2 separate regions of the Hordeum vulgare genome follow, and region 1 is linked to region 2. Evidence: chromatin contacts called from public Hi-C data. All regions are on one chromosome and are shown on one strand. Each heading gives the region's core, a stretch centred on a gene start, on an enhancer-like site or on the middle of the called end of the contact. The rest is flanking DNA. Distances are from core to core; before and after follow the strand shown. Region 1 has its middle 130 kb from the start of LOC123442916. Region 2 holds the start of LOC123442916 (transcription factor MYBS3-like).

The links. A called contact is a pair of places that touch in the nucleus more often than the background predicts.
Region 1: a contact with region 2 is called in a Hi-C map of leaf, with 2.7 times the contacts expected there. The contact joins the enhancer-like site here to the promoter of LOC123442916 in region 2. A contact is called at or near these places in 2 of 6 Hi-C or Micro-C datasets (leaf and seedling).

What each region holds. Positions count from the first base shown.
Region 1 is chr3H:48,086,066-48,093,164 of MorexV3_pseudomolecules_assembly, reverse strand. No RefSeq gene overlaps it. Among protein-coding and RNA genes, the nearest start is that of LOC123442916, 130 kb to the right of the region's middle. Within about 2 kb of position 5,729, at least 3 of the 3 cell types and tissues checked have open chromatin away from gene starts, as enhancers often do. A contact at or near this core is called in leaf and seedling, where this site is marked.
Region 2 is chr3H:47,959,029-47,965,545 of MorexV3_pseudomolecules_assembly, reverse strand. LOC123442916 (transcription factor MYBS3-like) reads right to left here and starts at 3,187. Exons shown (of 3, transcript XM_045119100.1): 1 at 2,718-3,187; 2 at 923-1,131; 3 at 71-822. The coding sequence starts at 3,030. The coding sequence ends at 253.

The sequences.
Region 1 (7,099 bases), core at 4,480-6,979, 130 kb before region 2:
GCAGGGACTGACCACCCATAGATTACATTACATGTCGGACGCATCCGAGATTCCATCCAGATATCGTGCCAAGAAACTTGCTGCGAGAGGATGAAACTGCGCCAGAGAGATCTCGTTAGGTGTCAAGGATCACTCGTGAGTGACACCGGTCGATTAACTAGCCATTGAAACCTGCTGGTTTCGATCCTCTGACTCCCAATCCACGGAAAACAATTACGGTCTAATCGTGTAAGCCGATTCTGTGTTGACGAGCCCAGTTCGTCCTCCATATTTTCTACTACGGTCTTGGAGGGGCTGTAGCACAAGATCTAGTTCCTGATCAGATCAAATCGGGCGCGATCACGATGACGGCGACGCGAAATATTTCACTTGGTATTGGTACGCACAAGTTTTCCCTTCTGAACTTATCACCAAAAAATGCAGGTAGAAAAGATTGACCAGGGATTCATTCATCCATTCATTTGGTACACGTTTTCTCTGGTTAGGAACGGTGGCACTACGCACGTACCATCAGTGATCAGTGTATCACATTGGCAGGATGGACCACGTTCTGTTCATCCAAAGAGAGGAGGTTGTCAATGCCCGGCCAAATATATCTTTGATTGGTCATCTCATCTGGTTGACAATTGCTGCCTTCCTCGATGAACAATGGCTTTTGTTTTGCCGGCCATGGCCTGCACCTGAAGTTGAAAGGAACGATTTTTTTCATGGGGTAATGGAGGGACATTCATGCACCAGAGAAGGTGCACTTAATTAGTGCTTAATTACATCTAGTCAGCCCTTTCATTTCATTCGTTCGAGTGGCGCCTTTACCAAGATGACTGAAGTTTTCAAAGCTCCAAATGTGCATAATTTGCAGGTGCGACCATCATTTTTATACACAAAGTTTGCCAGCTCGCCATTTTAAGTCAACTCGTCAAGAAGACATATATACTGCAAGAAGAATAAACAACAAGAGATGTTTGTGTCAGAAAGAAAATCATAGTCAACAACCGAGTATCAACATGGTGATTGGTTTAATTATTATTTTTTGTTAACTGAACATTACTGATGGAAGATCGTATCAAATCTAATCTCCATGAGCACATTTTGATTATGAACCTAATTTGTCCAATTAAGAAGGCATTGACTCTAATCATTCAACTCCAATCCCTGAGAAAACAACTTATGAAAGTGAGAAGTACCACACCTACAAGTTACTTGAAGAATAGGAATTCATTTCTTTCTGTACACACGAATTCATTAATTTATCTTAACATTTTCATCTATATCCTTCAACATTCAAGTACACGTATAATACTGGAGAACATGTTCATTTGATATTTGGTATGTCATGCCTTTTTTGTGCCGTTTGGAAATTTTGGCAAAAGTCTCCTTTTATACTATGATTCCTCTCACCAGGATAGAGTATCACCAAAAGTAAAATAGTTTTTGTTCATCAATCATTGGCAGGTAGTATAGAAAAACAAGAGGCATATCAGTAATTAATTTAAATTCCAAGATCTCGCTGACATACGAGGCATGGACCAATTGATGATATACACATCTTACGAGAACTACTATTTTCCCTTCCCCTTCTTTTTGTTATCTGTTTTGTCCATTGAAGATCACGAAGACGTATAACAGCCCTAGAGTGTAGCCAAAGAAGATGGATGATAAAAAAGTATGGGTCATAAGCACTTTGATAAAAACCATTGTTTTAAGGTTCTGGTAAGAGCAACCTCCAAATTCATAATACTTTTTTGTATATGCATAATATAGGCAAAGTAAAACAGATATTTCTATCATGTTGGCAGTTGGAAAACGTTAGCATTTCTCACAGAACTCCATTTGTTCATATTATGATATTAGGACACCATTAGATCCACTTCAGACGTTCTTACATTCATCACCATATACACTTGTGACACTAATTGTCTCAACAATATGGTGACAAAACATGACGTGAAAATAAATCCCTAACCTGTATTGCACTGCGGCATGATCCTCTTAATTTCTAGAGTGACATGTGGCATTCCAGACCAAACATAGAATGGAACAGAAGTTCCTTCATTGCTTGAGAATAAACGGAGATAAGGAGTCCAAGAGAAATCCTTCAAGAATCAAGATTCTTGGTACTATGATATTATCAGTAAGCATGCGAAGCAGTTAATAGTAGTAAAAAACACAATTGCGCAAATACAGTGGTTCCAAAGGCTTACCATTTTGTAAATTGGTTACCAAGAGTGCCATATCAAGTCAAAACCAAGGAGGCCCAACCCTAGACGCCAGTCCGCTCTGTAACAGTCCGGAATCGACGCTTCAGAAGATTCCCCTTTTATTCCGTTGTCGCCGTGTGACTTGTTTGGTTGTCGCATTCATCATCGCATCATGTGCATCATCCGTATTGCATCGGCACTTCGTTGTCATCGGTTTTCAAAACTTGCATCCGTTGTTAATTGCCGGTTCTCTCTGTTCTTGCCGTTGACCGTTTCGAGACCAACCACACATGCACGCGTCCACGACACCGTTAATTTTTTTTTAAAGTGTGTATAAAACATACTCAGATTGGGTTGAAACTTGGCGTGCGTTTTATTTTAATGTAGGTAGGCCGTCTGTCAAATTTCGTCGCAACCAGAGTCCGTTTGATACCCGAACCGTTAAATGTATAGCGTGACTTTAGCTCGTTTAATTGTCGGATGTTTTCGCATTTTAAAATTTTGTCACGGGCCGCACCACTTTCCTCTCATCCTCACCTAGCCCATCTACACAGCCCACTAAACCCACCTAGCCCATCCCTCCGTTCGTGGTAGTTGGATCGCGATCGGACGGAGGTCCAGCTCACCAATGTCCATTCTCTCTATAAACCCCCTAGCCAAAATTGCAGCCCCCTCAAAAACTCCACATGCTAGCTCCACCTCATCCAATCCCAAAAACCACACCTTCCCAGCCATTTTCAGCCCTCAGACATGAGAATAGAGGCTCATATTTGCCCAAAAAACCCCACCTGGACACGTCCGCGCCAAAAACCAGACATGTCCGGCTACCGCAGAGCCCGCGCTCCACCGCGCAGCCGCAACACTGCCCGCAGCCTCCACCGCACCGCCACACCAGTCCAGCCGTCGGGCCGCCCCGCGCGTGCCGGCGACGTTGCGCCTCGCCGGGGCCCCATGCTGGATGGAGCCCCTCGCCACCGTCCCTGCCATGGTCTTGCTGGAGCTCCTTCGCCGGCCATGGTGCGTGCATGCGTTCGTCGCCGCCGCCTTGAGCCCGCCGTCGTTGCCGCTGGCCGGATCTGGGCCGCCCCGCCCCGTATCCGCGCATCCCCGTCGGTGCCTCGCCTGCCCGCCGCCATGGGTGATGCCCGCAGCCCTGCTCACGTTAACTGCCTCGGGCGCTCGCTCTCTCCAGCGCTCGGTCGCGTAAACTTCCGACCTGCAACGCCCGTGGGTGGGCATGGCTAACGCTGCGCGCGCCTGCCAGCTACGGCCTCGCCCCGGCCCAGGCGACCGCTGCCCAAGCCGAGTCGCTCCAAGGCGGCAAATCCTATTTATCGCCATACGCGCCGGTTATAGGCCATTTTTGCTAACCGGCGCCTGCAGCGCATACCCCTCTGCCGCGATTTGGGCCGACCGAGATACTTTTATTCTCTTATTCTGTAAAATTGGAAAAAAGGGCCATGAACGAATTCGAACCACACACCTAGCACATATGTTAGAAACGCTCCAACCACTTGAGGCAACCCACAATGTGCGATAAGTATCGTATTCTCCTCTATATTCTTTCTCTAGATCGCGACCGGTTTTCTAGTTTTTTTTTAAATGGCTTGGTTGCTTTTTTATTTTTCTTATCTTTTTATCTGTTTCTTTTTTGCTTCCTTTTTCTTTTTCAAATGCGTTGACTTTTCTCAAATTTTGCAATTTATTTTTAAATGTGATGAACAATTTTTAAATTCGTGAACCTTTTTCACAATCAATGATTGTTTTCCAAGTTTGATGAAATTTTTCTTCAAAAACGATGAACTTTTCCGAATTCTATGATTCTTTTTTGAATCTCATGATTTTTTCCAAAAAAAACTACGAACTTTTTTCGAATTTGATGAACTTGTTTTCAAATCAATGATTTTTTCAAATTAGGGGTGAATTTTTTTCGAATTTGATCAACTTATTTAAAAATCTATGAATTTTTATTCAAATTAGGGATGAACTTTTTTCAGTTGATGAATTTTTTTCGAAATTAATGAACTTTCTTTCAAATCAATGAATTTTATTCAAATTTGAGATGAACTTCTTTTCAATCAATGAACTTTTTTTAAAATCAATGAATTTTTATTCAAATTCCGGATGAAGTTTTTTTAAATTGATGAACTTTTTTCGAAATTAATGAACTTCTTTTCAAATCAATGAATTTTTATTCAAATTTGGGATGAACTTTTTTTCAATCGATGAACTTTTTCCGAATTTGATAATTTTTAAAAAAATCTATGAATTTCTATTCAAATTTGGGATGATTTTTTTTAAATGGTGAACTTTTTCGAAAGTAATGAACTTTTTTCCAAATCCATGATTTTTTTTTTCATATTTGGGATGAACTTATTTTAAAATTCATGAACTGTTTTCCAAATCAATGACCTGTTTTTAAAAATTGATGAATTCGTTTTTCAAAATGGAAGATTTTTTAAAATTTTGTGAACTTTTTGAAAATCCATGAACATATTTTAAAAATCGGTGACCTTTTTTTCACAATCATTAAACTTTTCGCAAATCTGATTAATTGCTTTTTAATCGAATGGAATTTTAATGTACGTTTTGAAATTTATGTTTTTGAAAATCAATGAAATTTTTGCAGGGCCTGCAGCACGGCGCCAGCTGATGATTCATGGGCCGGCCCAACATGGGGCACTGGAGGCTCGAGGAGCGCGAACTGGGGCCTGCAGTGCCGTATAGGAGCTGGGACCTCCTATTCGTTGCTCAGTACGGCAACCAGTCGGGGCTTCGGGTGACGCCCCACTGGGCCGACCCAATTGGTGAACAACGATTGTAGTTTTTTCCATTTTCTGCTCTCTAAATATTTTTTGGAAAATCCCCAACATTTTCCTAAAAGTATAAAATATTTTTAGAATTTGAATACTAATTTTTAAAAGTCTGGATCATTTTAAAATTCCGGAAGATTTTTCAATTCCAGAACATCTTTTCAAATTTCGGAATATTTTTAAAAAATCCGGAACATTTTAACAAATTCCGGAACATTTTTTCAAAATCTTGAACAGTATGAAATTCCGGAACATTTTTTCAAAATCCAGAAAAACAATTAAATTCCGTAACATTTTTCCAAATTCCAAAATATTTTATTCAATTTCCAGAACATTTTTACAAATTCTGGACCGTTTTTCCTAAAATCCAGAACATTTTTTGAAAATTCAGAACAATTTTGAAACAGAAATAGAAAACAAAAAACAAAAACAGAAACAGAAAAAATAGAAAAATAAAAAAACAGGTTAAGGGAACCTTCTAGAAGTTTCCCAAAACAGGTAAAACCGGCTGGAACCCTAGAAGGTTCCAAAACCGGAATCAGTCAAAGTTTGAACGGGCCGGCCAAACCCAGTCGCTCGGTCGCACCCCTGTGCGAAGCAGCGGCTATTTGCCGCATGGAGCGTTGAATAGGAAATTCCATCGGACCTCCTCTCCAAGGCCGCCTCGCTCCTGTGCCCAACGGTGCCACCGAGCTGGGCCGAGGCCCGCAAAGTAAGCAGAAGCCAGCGCCAAGTCCCGTCTATTGTGTGCGTCTACGACCTTTAGGTATCTTACGCTCGGGCACTGTTGGCCTGTTTGCAGTAGATTTGGCCTAACTCATTTTTTTTCTGCGTTATGAATTTGTCTAATTTCCAGGGACTTTCGTATTTATAGAAAAATGCGTATTTTAAAATGCTCATAAATATTTAACCGTGCATTGGATGAAAATAATGTAGGTATGTAAAATGTCCAGAATTTTATGTAGATTAATAATATTCCACTTTCATGCATGTTAAAAAACTATTAAATATGGTGTTTGCATCGTTTTGCGTGATATCATGTTAAAATGTTTTACTTCATAGCTAATTAATTGTGCCTTGGATTTAAAAACTTAATATATGAAAAGTGCTTAGAATTTTTTGTAGTTTCACAATAACCAACTTGCACCATGTTGAATATGATTAACTTTCTGTTTTCATTTAATTTGCATAAATGCCATGCTAAAACGGTTTAATTCATAAATATTAAACCATGACTCCGATTAAAATGTTTTATATATGTAACTTGGCTAGGATTATGTATAGAACAACATGATAACTCTAATATTGCGTTTTAGGCAGATTTGTAGCAAATGGAAAATTAACATATGGGGACTTTCTGGAATTATTATTCGTTGTTCCTCCCTCATTTAAACTTGTGTAGGATACCGTGTATCTTCATAATACCATGTGCATCCATGATTTAATATCTTGTGGCTGTCATTTGCATACATTTGCATTCATGTCAATGTCATCTTGTGTTCTTCATATCTTTTAGACCGTAACTCCGTTTTAGATGATTTATATATGTAAATCGACTAGAATAACGTGTAGAATCACATGATCCACCTTATTTTGCTGTTTAATAAATATTAAAATATATTAGTTCGGATCTGGACCAATTTTGAAATTAACACATGTGGTCATTTCGAAGATGCTATGTGATGTTTCCGACCTTATTTAAAATGCCTAGATAGTGTAGTTTAATTATGCTTTGCCTCTTGCCATGTTTAACAACATTTAATATTGTCGTGTACCTAAAGGAGAGTGAACTAAATATATAAACGTGGAGTTTCGTCAATATGCAACTTGTTGCATATTGAGCTTCACTTAATGTGTAGTATTCAATTGTTGTGATGTGCCATGCCTTGCATAATTAAACCGGACATGCATCATATATGTTTGTGCATCATGTCATGCATATGTTATGGTGAATATCATGCATTGATTTTTCTTTCTGGATTGCTTCTTCTCGATAGAGTTCCGTAAGCGTGTCAGAGTGTGAGGATTCGTTCGACTACGTTGGCTCGTCTACTTCACAGATTCATTCTTCTTCCAAGCGGGATCACA
Region 2 (6,517 bases), core at 1,938-4,437:
AGCGAAGTTGTATCCATAAAGATTAAAGGTAACAATAGTCTGAGATTCCTGACAGGCAAGTTATAGGGTATTTTCAGTGACATGTATATCTCTACCTTTATTAATGAAAAAATAAATAAGATGGTGATACATTAGCTTAGAAGCTGTTACGGTACAAAAGTACAAGCGCAGGAGCTTACGCAACATTTTAGAGTATCAGGACCATTAATACAATCTGTAAGATCTGACTAGGAAGGCCCATTCCATGACTCTTCAAACTGCATGGATTGGGCTGTTGTTTCCCTGACTTAGGTCAGTTCTAGTCATTGGTGGGCTCACATGAAAAGCCGATTGTCTTGTATTTGTCGGCCCGGTAAGCTGAAGGGAAAGAGCAGAAGGTTCCATTGAGCTAGAGCTGTCACCACCAATGCTGAGCTTGGACATACTGACAACCTCATCCGCCTTAATTGCCTCCTTTACATTCACAGGAGTGGGCTTTAGAACTTCATGGGTTGCGTTTGCTGCTTCCACGTTAGAAACATTCGCAGGCCAAAGTGTTAGTGGAACAGGGAGCAATGCTGGGTAGAACGCCGGCACTGTCGAGACAGATGCGGCCTTGAATGATACACCATTGTTCATCTCAAAATCTGGTGCTTCTAATAAACGCCCTGCATATTCAGATTCTTCGTGCTGCCTTAGTTGCAAAGTTGGCAGATCTTTATCACATTCTGCTTCCTTCGGTCGCCCGAGATGAAACAGTGACAGTTTATTTGAATTAGTTGTTTCATCTTGAGTGCTGCAGAGCGTAAACTCTTCCGCGCCATCGGGGGACTCATCCATTGGCTTCAGGTTGAAGAGGAAAGCACAAGTATGAGCGCATAGTTTAACATATGTGGAGAAGGCAGACAATCGGTTTTATAATGTACAGCAAAAAATTGCATACCATTTCCGGGACCATGTCAAACAAGCTTGACCTCCTCTTCCGCCTTGAGAAGTTTGTCTGTCTGATGAAGTACTTCTGGGCGTGGCTGGCCACCTGAGTTGGGGTCCTTGAAACAACAAAACTACGAGATATCCCACGCCAGTCCCCTTTGCCAAGCTTCTGCAGACCCAGTAGAAACATTCTATGCTCTTCTTCAGTCCAAGGTGTACCTGAAGCACAAATAGGTCTATGATTGGAAGCTGCACTGACAATAATAATGTAACTAAGGAGACTTGCCCATACACGTTTCAGAAAAAGGATTGCTATCTGAACTTGATTAAACCACGAGCTTTTGACTTTGTTACCTTAAAAAAAACAGTTCAGGAAACCGTTGTGTCTAGCTTCTGAAAGATAAACTGTTACCAAGTTAATCTGTATCTCTGTCCCACAAACACAAAGTTTCCCCTGATTCAATTCATGAGTGACTCAACTGGAAGTTCCACAGTACAGTACAATGACATGATATTGCCATGTAAGAGGTAGGCATTTTTATATCAACTAAGATGTTGCCCCATATAAAACAAGGGCACTCCGTTATAATCATTTTCCTAATGTTTGAGTTTGAGGTGACATAATTTACTTAGTTTATAACCATTAGCACAGAAGACTTAACAGCAAAATACAATAGTACAAAAGGGGAAGAAAAGATGACATCTGACAGACCTATACCTTAGTGTATAAGTAAGCAACTAAAAGGGCACTTGGCTCCTACAGTCCCTTTGAAGCCAAGTGCCAATAATAAAGTACCCCAGGGCGGGAGTACAATCATACAATAGAATAGCATATCACTGCAAACATCTAGGACTGGTCAAACCAGCTGGAAATTAATATGGCTAGATTCTTTTAGGATCAGGTGATTAAATAAAGGTCAAAGAGACATCAGGGCGGGACTTGTGGGGCTCTTTTATTCGTGGCCAGTCACTGTCGCCCCGCAATGTGATCTACAGAGGCCTTGTGATGCACATGTGGAGGTAAGTTATTAATCAGGTGAGAAAAGATGTGGAGGTAAGTTGATTTGTGTCGGCCATTCTGGACGGTTCATAAATATCGCATGGAAACAATGGTATCAGCGGACAAATTCTGAGCATGTGTTCAAACTATTGACATCCATTCAAAAATAATTTGCTTATGTAGGAAGAACAAAAAATAGAGAATTTTTGGAGCGCTTGTTGGTTTCTTCAATGGAACTGGGACTTCGCGCGCTTTGATGTTTACTCTATTATTTAAAGGAGATTTGCTTATCATTAGTATGGCATCTTGGTTGCATATGAATCTTCAGAGAAGCGAAAGTATACGAGGAACTAAAAAGAAGAAGGGTAAACTATACGATTCACCTAAAAAATTATGTTTTCTATAGTACACAAGATGCGGTACCTGAAACAATATAGTACATAATTTGGAGCAAACTAACTAAATAATTAGAGATTAAAAACACTAAATAATTAGGGGAGACGACAAGCTCTTTCCTCTACTAACTGGAGGTTTTATTTTATTCATCATACCGCTAAGGCTAAGCGCTGCATGAGGCGCCGCGGTAGGTAGATGCACCTGAAGGCGATGAGTTAACCAGAAGCAAACAGATGCGCCAATGGCAGGAAACCAAGACGCCATTTTCCTAGCTCGCTCACGGAGGTAATTCAAGGAGAAGAGCGTTTAAAGAGTGGTGAATGTTCTACAGCATTTCACTCATTCAAGCAGAGGAGATCGTAATCAAGATACGAGCAAGCAAGCCATTGACGGAAGATCTTAGCAGTACCTTTCTTGCGCTCGGCACGGCCATTGGTCGAGCAGGAGGCGTGCATGGGGTCGTCGGAGACATACCCCGGCGCGCCCTCGCCCCCTCCCCTGGCGACCCCGCCGGGCCCCGGCCCCGCGGCCGGGGACGAGCCCCCGGACCCGCCGCCCCCGAGCGACGACGCGATGCAGCTCATGCTCGCGCTCTTCTTCATCGCGGCCACCGGCGGCGACGTGAGGTGCACGCCGAAGAGCCTGACGCCGCCGCCGGAGCGGGCGGGGCAGGTCCGCGCGTTGTGGCCGTTGTTGCTGCAGTGCGAGCACCGCCTCGTCATCCCCACCGCCGGCGACCGCGCCGCTGTGCGTGTTCGTGCGTGCGTGCGTGCGTACGAGGAGCGCTGGGGGCCAAAGGAAGCGTGCCGCCAGATGTGTCGCCGTGCGCGCTCAGTTCCTTCCTTCTCTCCGGAGAGAGAGGGAGAGGTGGCGATATTTCTGGGTATTTATTGAGAGAGAGGTTGAGGCTTGGGACGAAATGACAAGAACGGCCATCCTTTTTTAACGGATGGATGGCGGTAAACTCCACTTGTACACAACCACTCCGCCCTGCGGCGGTATCCGAGGAGCTCGCGTGTGCTTTTTCTCTATCTTTAGAGCATGGTTAATAGTATAGCCAACTGCTGGCTATAAGCCATCTTATAGCCCACCTTATAGCTAGCTTGTACAATAGTTAGCTATAAAAGAGTATTACTTTTATCATATATGACCCACCTTTCATTCTCACAAAACACCTAGGAGCACGTGCTAGAGCTAGCTCTTCACGAAGAGCCCGCTTCCCTTCTCTCTCCTCTTCTCTATCATACAACTCGGCAAAAATATAGTATTTTAATCCTTACAGTCTGCTGAGTGTACCTTATTGTACTTGCTCTTATCGTAACTTGCTAAAAGGCGACCAATGTTTATTTTAAGCTTACGCACACTCACTCGGTGCAAACTATATGGACGTGTTTGGTGGCCCACGTACATTTAATTAGATCGAGTTAGGTCAAAAAGAACATGTTTGATTTCATACAGGATGGGCTGGTTCTCATTGACAGTAAACTTAAAGCAGCTTTGAGCATGACTCACTGAAAATCCTCGAATCGACAGTTTCAACAAGTCACACTGAGCATGGCGTAAAGGGGACGCAGCTCGCATGCTCGGGAGCAATCCGAAATCGAGTGGGGATGGCGGGAAATGGAAATCGGCCGCGGCATGACGACGCCAAATCTAGCCTCGCCCCTCCCCCCTCCCCCTCCCCCAATTTACTCTGTCACCACTACCTCCAGGACACACACTTCCTCTAGCCTCATCACCGACAACGGCGGCGACTCATATCTGCGCAAGATGATGCGTCGGAGGCGGCAGACACAGATGGAGACTCTCCCGCAACAGGAGTTGTTGCTCCCCTCCCTGTTGGCCACCGCGGTCGTCCTTGACTCAACTATGCCCCCCCCCCGTCCCTTCGTCGTCGTCTTCTGCGATGTCGGTAAGCAACACCCCCTCCCCCCTATGTTAGGCCATTAGGCAAGGTGTAGGATTGCTTTCCTCATTGCTCAACACACCATCGATGTCGACTAGGTTATGGACGCACACATGAAGCTGGTAGTTCATGTTGCAGCACTAATAGTTGTGTTTAAGGCATGGATCATGTTCATGCACAAGAGAGTTGTTCGTCGTGGTGAGAGGCATGTTATCACTTATGATCCAATGCGTATTCGCATCAGGAGAGGATGACGAATATGAACTATATCTGCAACTGCAACGATACATAGGCTCTGTGGATGGTAAGAATGAAATGAGCACCATTTGCCAGGCTTGTCGAGACATTCAGGAGCATGGGGATGCTACAAGATAGCACCCACACCAGTGTGGAAGAGCAAGTGGACATGTTCCTCCATGTTGTTGGTCATAACTAGAGGTTCATGGTTATGCACAACACCTTCAGGAGATCAATGGAGACCATTTCGAAGTACTTCGCAAAAGTGATCTATGATGTTGGGGAGCTCAGAGGAGATTATCAGGTTGACCGGAATCCTACCAAGATTCAAACAAGCCCAATATGGTATCCATACTTCAAGGTAAGCAGTGAAAGTATGTAGTGCATGGCTTGATATGCTTGTATTGTTTGGCTATAACCATAATACTATCTTGTATTACCATTTTCAGGATTGCATTGGGTCAATAAATGGTACTAATGTCACTGCCAGAGTGCCGATGTCACAGTCAACAACATACATGGGTAGAAAGCACTACACATGCCAGAATGTGCTTGCTCTGTTGACTTTCATCTAAAGTTCACATATGTGTTGGTTGGATGGGAAGGGTCAGCACATGCGGTAACAACATGAGTCATCCTAATGGCATCAACATTCCCGGTGGCAAGTTCTACCTAGGTGATAATGGTTATGCATGTCTGCTATGTGTTCTTCCACCCTTCAGGAAAACCAGCTACCATCTCAACGAGTTGCCTGGTAGGAACTATCATAGGACTCCACAGGAGTTGTTTAATCTCAGATACTCCAGTCTTAGAGTTACTATTGACAGGGCATTTGGACCTCTAAAGAACGGGTTTCAGATCCTAGATCAAAAGTCGTTACACACTCTCCCCACTCAAGTTAAGCTTGTTCTTGCTTGTTGCATTCTGCATAACTTGATACTGCAATGGGTTTGTCATGAACCGGTGCCTGAGGATGAAGACGTGACGCATGGCGATGTTGCCAGCTCCGGCCATGTTGTGGAGGCATTTGACAACAAAGTTGGAAGAACAAAAGGATAGAGTGAGCATAGACAATGTGGGATAATGGAGATCAGACAAAGATCTTAAGAAGAAGAAGAGCAAGAGCAACAGCTGAAGAGAAGAAGAAGCACAAGAAGCCGAAGAAGAAACATCAGCAGCAAAGGAAGATGAAGAGGATGGTCCCACCTAGTTAGCATCGATGACAAACTTTCTCCTATAAAGACATATGATTCCTAATAATGTGTACTGCCATTTCATTGTAGCTAGGATGAAATGTTATTTGTTTCATAGCTAGGACTGAAACTATGTTTAGATCGCGTGTGGTAAGGTCACCACTAGTGAGAAATGGTGAGAACACCTCATGCAAATTGCAAACCAAACATCATATCATATGTGCGCCTATTGCAACAGGCCAACCAAACGGCGGGTCAAAATTCGTTCCCTCGTGCAGCCAGGCCAGATGCAGGCAACCAAACTATATGCAGAGTTTTTGGGATGTTTTTCCTCAGTCGGGCCCTGATACGTCTCCGTCGTATCTACTTTTCCAAACTCTTTTGCCCTTGTTTTGGACTCTAATTTGCATGATTTGAATGGAACTAACCCGGACTAACGTTGTTTTCAGCACAATTGCCATGGTGTTGTTTTTGCGCAGAAATAAAAGTTCTCGGAATGACCTAGAAATTTACGAGGATTTTTTGTGGAATATATAAAAAATACTGGCGCAAGAACCAACCGGAGGCGTGGAGCGAGGAGCCCACAAGCCCACCAGGCGCGGGCCCCCCTAGCCGCGTCTAGCAGGCTTGTGGGCCCCTCGGAGCTCCACCGCCTCCAACTCCAGCTCTATTTAGTCCCTTTCGTCCGGAAAAAAATCAAGGAGAAGAGTTCATCGCGTTTTACGATACGGAGGCGCCGCCGCCACATGTTCTTCCTCTGGAGGGCAGATCTGGAGTCCGTTCTGGGCTCCAGAGAGGGGAGATTGTCGCCATCGCCATCACCAACCTTCATTCATCACCAATTCCATGATGCTCTTCACCGTTCGTGAGTAA